2 separate regions of the Mus musculus genome follow, and region 2 is linked to region 1. Evidence: chromatin contacts called from public HiCAR-type data. All regions are on one chromosome and are shown on one strand. Each heading gives the region's core, a stretch centred on a gene start, on an enhancer-like site or on the middle of the called end of the contact. The rest is flanking DNA. Distances are from core to core; before and after follow the strand shown.

Region 1 (3,135 bases), core at 198-2,697:
GACTGGAAGCTTTGCAGGGACCTTCTTGAACTAATATTCGGAAACTTCTAGAATCCAGACTTTAGGTGAGGGAAACAATCCATGAGGGTCTTCTTTCCACAGCCAAGCTTTTTTTTTTTTTTAAAAAAAAGGATTTTATACATTTTTTTATTTATGTGTTACCCGTGTGTATTGGTGGAGGGCAAGGGTGAGCGGAATGTGAATATAAATTGGGGTGGCACTGGGAATGGTATGTGAATGTGAGTATGAATGCCAGTAGAGGCCAGAAAGGTGTGTCAGATCCCCTAGAGCTAGAGTTACAAGGAGTTATGAGCCACCCATTGTAGGTGTTGGGAACCAAACTCATGTCCTCTGGAGAAGCAAGTGCCCCTAACTGATGAGCCCTCTCTCCAACCCACTCCTAATGCAGACCATCTGTCACGATTTCAGAGGTGTCACCAAACACAGTGGCATCAGCTGGGAGTCTCTGTCCTCTCCTTACAGAGTGATGGACGGCATCCAACGTGCCAGCCAATGTACCAGCAAGAAATAATCAGCTAAGCAAGCCAGCGTGGGGCAAGTGCTGGGCTCTGAGCCTGGATGGAAGTCTAGGAAGAACAAATGGAGCTGAGAGAGAAAGTGGGCAGCTGGCCCAGAGCTGGATTCACCGGTGGCAATCCGATGTTACTGTGGTGGTCAGGCAAGGGAGACAGGAAAGCTGCGCTGGGCTCACAATGTTCCCTCAGTTTCTATAGAGCATGTGTGGAGACTGCAAGACCAGAATGGCTCTTTCTGAGGATGGTTTAATTCAGCTAATAGGATTCTCTCTACCCATTTCCCTCTAAACAATAAAACTTCATTCTACTTCCATTAAAAAAAAACAGTCTGTTTATATGTGTGTGTATGTTAGTATATGTGGGGGTGGGGTGCGGGACACAGAGGCCAGAGAAGAGCATTGGGTCACTTGAGGTTGAAGTTTCAGAAGGTAGTGAGCCACTGGGACATGGATGCCTGGAACTGATCTCAGATCCTCTGGAAGAATAGCAAACCCTCTTTGCCACTGAGCTATCTCTCCAGCCCCTAGTCTTTTTAAACGTTGTTACTAACTGTGCATACACTTACTTGTTTGAATCTGGGTTCATGCATTTGAATGCAGTACCCATGAAGGCCAGAAGAGGGCAGACTCCCCTGGTGCTGGATTTACCAGGTGGTTGTGGGCATTGTCTATGCATATTTGCCTGCTGCCAGATAGGGAGGCATGTTCTTTAACTTGGTTATTATGAGCAGTGCTGTAGCAGAGATGGATGTACAAGTCTCTGTGAAGTCCTTTGGGGTCCTTCGGGTAAATCATTGTGGCTGCTGGGTCTTATTAGCTGCATAAAATCATCCCATGAAAGACCTAAAGCTACTAGTTGGAGCAAAGCGAATGATGTGGAATGGAAAACAACCACCTGTAATTCCAGCTCCAGGGGAGTCTGCCCTCTTCTGGCCTTCATGGGTACTGCATTCACATGCACAAACTCAGACACATAACAGTAGGTACAGTTTTTAAAAAAAAGTTTAAATTTAAAGATTAAGGGCTGGAGAGATGGCTCAGTGGCAAAGAGTGTTTACTACTCTCTCAGAAGACCTGAATTCCTAGCATCCATGTCCAGTGGATCACTACCTTTTGAACAGAGGATATGATTTGAGGACAAGATTGTGAATGCGTAGGATATGCGAGCATAAAATTTAAAAAGAAAGAAAAGCTTTACAAAAGTAAAGCTGTTTCTAAAACAAAGACGAGAGGCCAAGGAGATGCCTCAGAGCTTACTAAGCACTTGGCTCACAAAGTTGAGCTTCCCTACAAGTCCACATAAAATCCCGAGTGGGCGTGGTTGCCTACCCATAAATCCAACTTGAGGAAGTGAGTCCAAGGAGCCCCAGCAAGCTGGCTAGTGAGACTAGCCAGGCTGGTGACCTCTAGAGTTGACTGAGAGGCTGCACCTCTATAAATAAGGTAGGAGGAGCCCCAACCTCAGCATTGGGTCTCCATGTGCACCCAGAACACATGTTCACTCCTGCCCCCCCCCCACACACACACAAAAAAATGCTTTTAAAAATATTTTTTTAAATGAAAAAAAAAAACCCACACTATTTCCTATGCATGAATGGCTCACCTATTTGTATGTCTGTGTACCACTTGTGTGCTTGGTGCCCACAGAAGCCAGAAGAGGGAGTTGGAGTCCCTGAAACTAGAATTGCACACGATTGTGAGCTGCCACGTGGGTGGGAGCTGGAAAGTAAAGCCAGGTCCTCTGAAAGAGCAATGAGTGCTCTTAACCAGAGAGCCATCTCTCCAAGTCTAAAGCTTACTGTGCACACACACACACACAGACACACACACACACACACAGGGTCAGAAGAGTACATTAGAAGTCAGAAGAGAGCCACAGGTCAGGTCCTCTTAGGGTAGAGTTATAGGAGGCTGCGCGAGGTACAACATGGGTCTTGAGAACAGAATCCAGGCCTCTGGAAGAGCAGTAAACATTCTTAACTGTGGAGCCATCTTTTTAGTCCCTTAATTAAAACAACAACTATAGAGTGTAAAAGATAGATGGTTCATTTCATAGTGGAAATAGGAGATTTCCTGGAAGCTCTTGAAACTATCCATAACACTGGTGTGTGTGTGTGTGTGTGTGTGTGTGTGTGTGTGTGTGTGTGTGACTTCTTCAGGCGTGAGTAAGATTCAGGAATGAAGGGAAGGGGGTTCTTCCAGTTGTAGAAGGAGGCAGCAAAGGGAAAGGTGGTCTTTCATGTTAAGCCAGCCTGGCGAGAAACTTCTGAGTTTAGACACTTGATTGCCAGCAGGTGGCGCTGTTTGAGGAGACTATGGAATGTGCAGGTGGCGGCACTTGAACTGGAAGTGACTTGGCTTTGATAGTTCATGCCCAAGCTCTCACTTCCAGTCTGACCTTTCCTTCCTGTTCTGCCAAAAATATAAGGATGAAAAAAACCAGTCTCTCCTCCTGCCTCAGATTCTCCACCATGATGACCATGATGGACGGTGCCCTCAAATTTCGAGTCCAAACAAACCCTTTCTCCTGTAAGTGTCTTATCAGGTGTCTGGTCACAGCCACGGGAACAGGAAGTCACAAACCTTGTGGGGCTGCAACT
Region 2 (3,135 bases), core at 457-2,956, 360 kb after region 1:
ATTCTAGGCAGGTGCTCTACCAATGAGCCACGCCCCCAGCCCCTCCCTGTGGGATTCTAGGCAAGTGCTCAACTGTTAAGCTATGCCTCCATCTGCACTTTAAAAAAAAATAGCCTTAAGACATCCTCCTTAAGCCATCATTGTAAGATGGGATTCTTGAGTCAGGTCTACATTTTCCCCAAATAAGCCAAATAAGTCCCCAAGTATGCAAGCAACTAAGAAGTAGGGAGTTATAGGAAGACATTTTGAAAACTGTCAAGATCAAAATGGAGTCACCTATACCTAACCCAATGGGGGCAAGCAGCTATATATAAAGTCGGGTGGGGCTCACACACGCAATTGTAATAAGAGTTTTCACAAATACTCTCTCAGAGGCCACAACCTAAGGCTAAAGAACTGGCTCAGTGGCTAAGAGAACTTGCTGCCCTCACAGAGGACCCAAGTTCGGTTCCTAGCACCCATATTAGGCAGTTCACAGACACCTGTAACTCCTGAGGATCTGACACCTTCTTCTGGCCTTTGTGGGTGCCTGTACACACTTATGGCGCACATACATACTCTCAGGCATAAAGAGATACACAAAAATAAAATAAAAATTCAAGCTATAACTGTACCACACATACACACACATGTGAAGACATATGTCCAGTAATGCCCTGTCCCAATTCCTGTTATTGACCCTGTAGGCAAGGATTTTATTTAATAATGAATTGTGTGACTTTTCCCGTTTTACCTTTAGAAACCTGCCCTCCATTGCCTCTCCAGACACGCATGTGATCCATCAGAGCCTGCATCTGACAGACTTGTGAATTCTGATTCAACCTCACGTTGCACCAGTTTTCTTTAGAGGGTCTGTTTGGTATCTGGGATATTTAGCTGTCTCTGACCAGCTTATACTGGCCCCTGCCTTCCTCACCAGACCCAGGTGATCTGGATAGGTTTTTAGCAAGGATGGAAAATGAACGTTCACTGGTTCCCATGCACACTGCCATCCCAAGCTCAGGGAACCAGAACTGACATCAGCTACTGATGCTTCAACTTATACAAGCTTTAGTGGCCTTTGGAAGATCTGATTTAAGCATCGTTATCACACACATATACAGCTATGCATATGCAAGCACTACACACACACACACACACACACACACACACACGCATGTGCACACACCAAAGAAATTACAAAATATAAATCTTAGAAAGAAAGGTGGTTATGGTGGCACACATTTGTAATCCCAGAGCTGGAAGGTAGCAAAGTAGGATCCTTGGGGCTCACTGGCCAGTGTAAGGGTGAATGTCAGGTTCCAAGTGAGCAACTCTGTCTCAAAAAGCAAGGTAACAACACCCAAAGCTGACCTCTGGTCTCCACATATACCTGCACATCCACACACACCTACATACATACAAAGATGTGTATATAACTCTTTGTGTACTGTAAACATGCACACACACACACACACACACACACACACAATTGTAAGAAAAGCCCATTCACACTAGAGAAATTGAATGGCTGACAGTTGTTCTAAAATGAAGCCTGTGTTCTCCTTGCTCTCTATCCGTGAAGGAATTACAGTAACAGACCTGTGTTTGAGGAAGCATCAACCGTAATGTAAAGAAATTCTTTCAGGCTCTAGGGTTCTCGTCATCGACTAAGGAGCCAGCCAGTGTGACTAACTAGCAGATGAATTTGCTCTCAAGAACTCTCTATTCTTTTTTCATTGTGGTAAAGACATTCGCACCAGACTAAGAACTCTCTAGGCAAGGGCTCCCTTGAGGGGGAAGAAGGTACCAGTAACATGCTAAGTGCCACTAAAATCCTGCCCGATTTCTGGTTGGTAGCTGAGCCCTGGGCTGTTGCTCTGGGATGGCTGGACCTCCCTCCTCCCTCCTCCCTCCTCCCTCCTCCCTCCTCCCTCCTCCCTCCTCCCTCCTCCCTCCTCCCTCCTCCCTCCTCCCTCCTCCCTCCTCCCTCCTCCCTCCTCCCTCCTCCCTCCATTTATTCAATAGGCTGGCAACTGCTCCATTTTCAATCTGCCGCCTGGTCTCATATCCGTGGCCTTGAGCCCTGGGCTGGGAGCCCAAGAGACCTCTGTGAACACATCTTTTTCCCTGAATGCCTGGGTTTGATTATTTCCAGCTAGCTGGCGTTCTCCTGACCTAATCTTAAAAGCACATAATTATGTCATTAAACAGCAGGACACAGCACACCATGTGTCCTGCTGGTAAGGGTCAGAATGAATCGGTGCTAAAGGATAGAGATAGAGCAGGACTCACCACAAAAGGGGTGAAAAGAAAGAGGGCAGGAATTGAGCTGTGCTTTCAGGCACTTTGACAGAGGAGTGAAAGAGCTCCTTACTGACAGTTACGGAGAAGGAAATCTGTTTAATCCGCTTTCTGTTACTGTGACAAAATGCCCAAGACAAACAACGTAAGTAGGAAAGGTTGTTTTGGCCCTCGTGCAAAAGTGACACAATGTGTCAGGGAAAGGGGTTGGTATGTGCTTTTAAAATTCAGAGAGCTGGGGACTGGAAAGGCAACTCAGTGGTAGAGCACTTGCCCAGTATGTGCCAGGCCCTGGGTATCATGCCTGCCATCACAAAGTGATAGTGATGTTGGCTGGGGATGTATCTCAGTGGTGGAGTACCAGCTTAGCACATGTAATGCCCTGGGTACCATCCTCAGCATCACAAAGTAAGTGATGATGATGCTGATGATGCTGATGATGCTAATGGTGATGGAGAAGGAGGATGGGGATGAAGAAAATGATGGAGATGGGCATGGTGGTAATCATGAAGATGGGGTTAGGGATGATGATGATGATGGTGATGATGATGATGATGATGATGATGATGATGATAGAAATGATGGTGTTAGGGATAATGGTGAGGGTGAGGATAGACATGTAGCTCAGAGGTAGAACATTTGCCTAGCTATGTGCAAGGTCCTGGATTCCATCTCCAACAGCACAGAATTAATTATTCTAATTATTAATTAATTAACAAGCTAATTAACCAATTCAGTGACTTAATAACTGTTTTGTATGTAACTAATTTTCCACTGCTATTGTATCCTATTGCACTCTGTGGGTAAGCACTACCATGGTTCATGTGTGGGTGTCAGAAGACACTTTGCAAG

What was found. HiCAR-type assays count read pairs that join an accessible place to other places.
Region 2: a HiCAR-type map of fibro-adipogenic progenitors shows a contact between it and region 1, with 4 times the contacts expected there. The contact joins two enhancer-like sites. A contact is called at or near these places in 1 of 484 Hi-C or Micro-C datasets (uterus) and 3 of 115 datasets of contacts at active chromatin or transcription factors (astrocytes, embryonic basal ganglia and fibro-adipogenic progenitors).

The regions. Positions count from the first base shown.
Region 1 is chr5:131,006,869-131,010,003 of GRCm38.p6, forward strand. All of the region lies in intron 5 of Galnt17 (polypeptide N-acetylgalactosaminyltransferase 17), which reads right to left. Among named protein-coding and RNA genes, the nearest start is that of Gm40338, 76 kb to the right of the region's middle. Within about 2 kb of position 1,448, at least 42 of the 459 cell types and tissues checked have an H3K27ac peak or open chromatin away from gene starts, as enhancers often do. A contact at or near this core is called in fibro-adipogenic progenitors, where this site is marked.
Region 2 is chr5:131,365,530-131,368,664 of GRCm38.p6, forward strand. No RefSeq gene overlaps it. Among named protein-coding and RNA genes, the nearest start is that of Gm29681, 48 kb to the right of the region's middle. Within about 2 kb of position 1,707, at least 6 of the 459 cell types and tissues checked have an H3K27ac peak or open chromatin away from gene starts, as enhancers often do. A contact at or near this core is called in fibro-adipogenic progenitors, where this site is marked.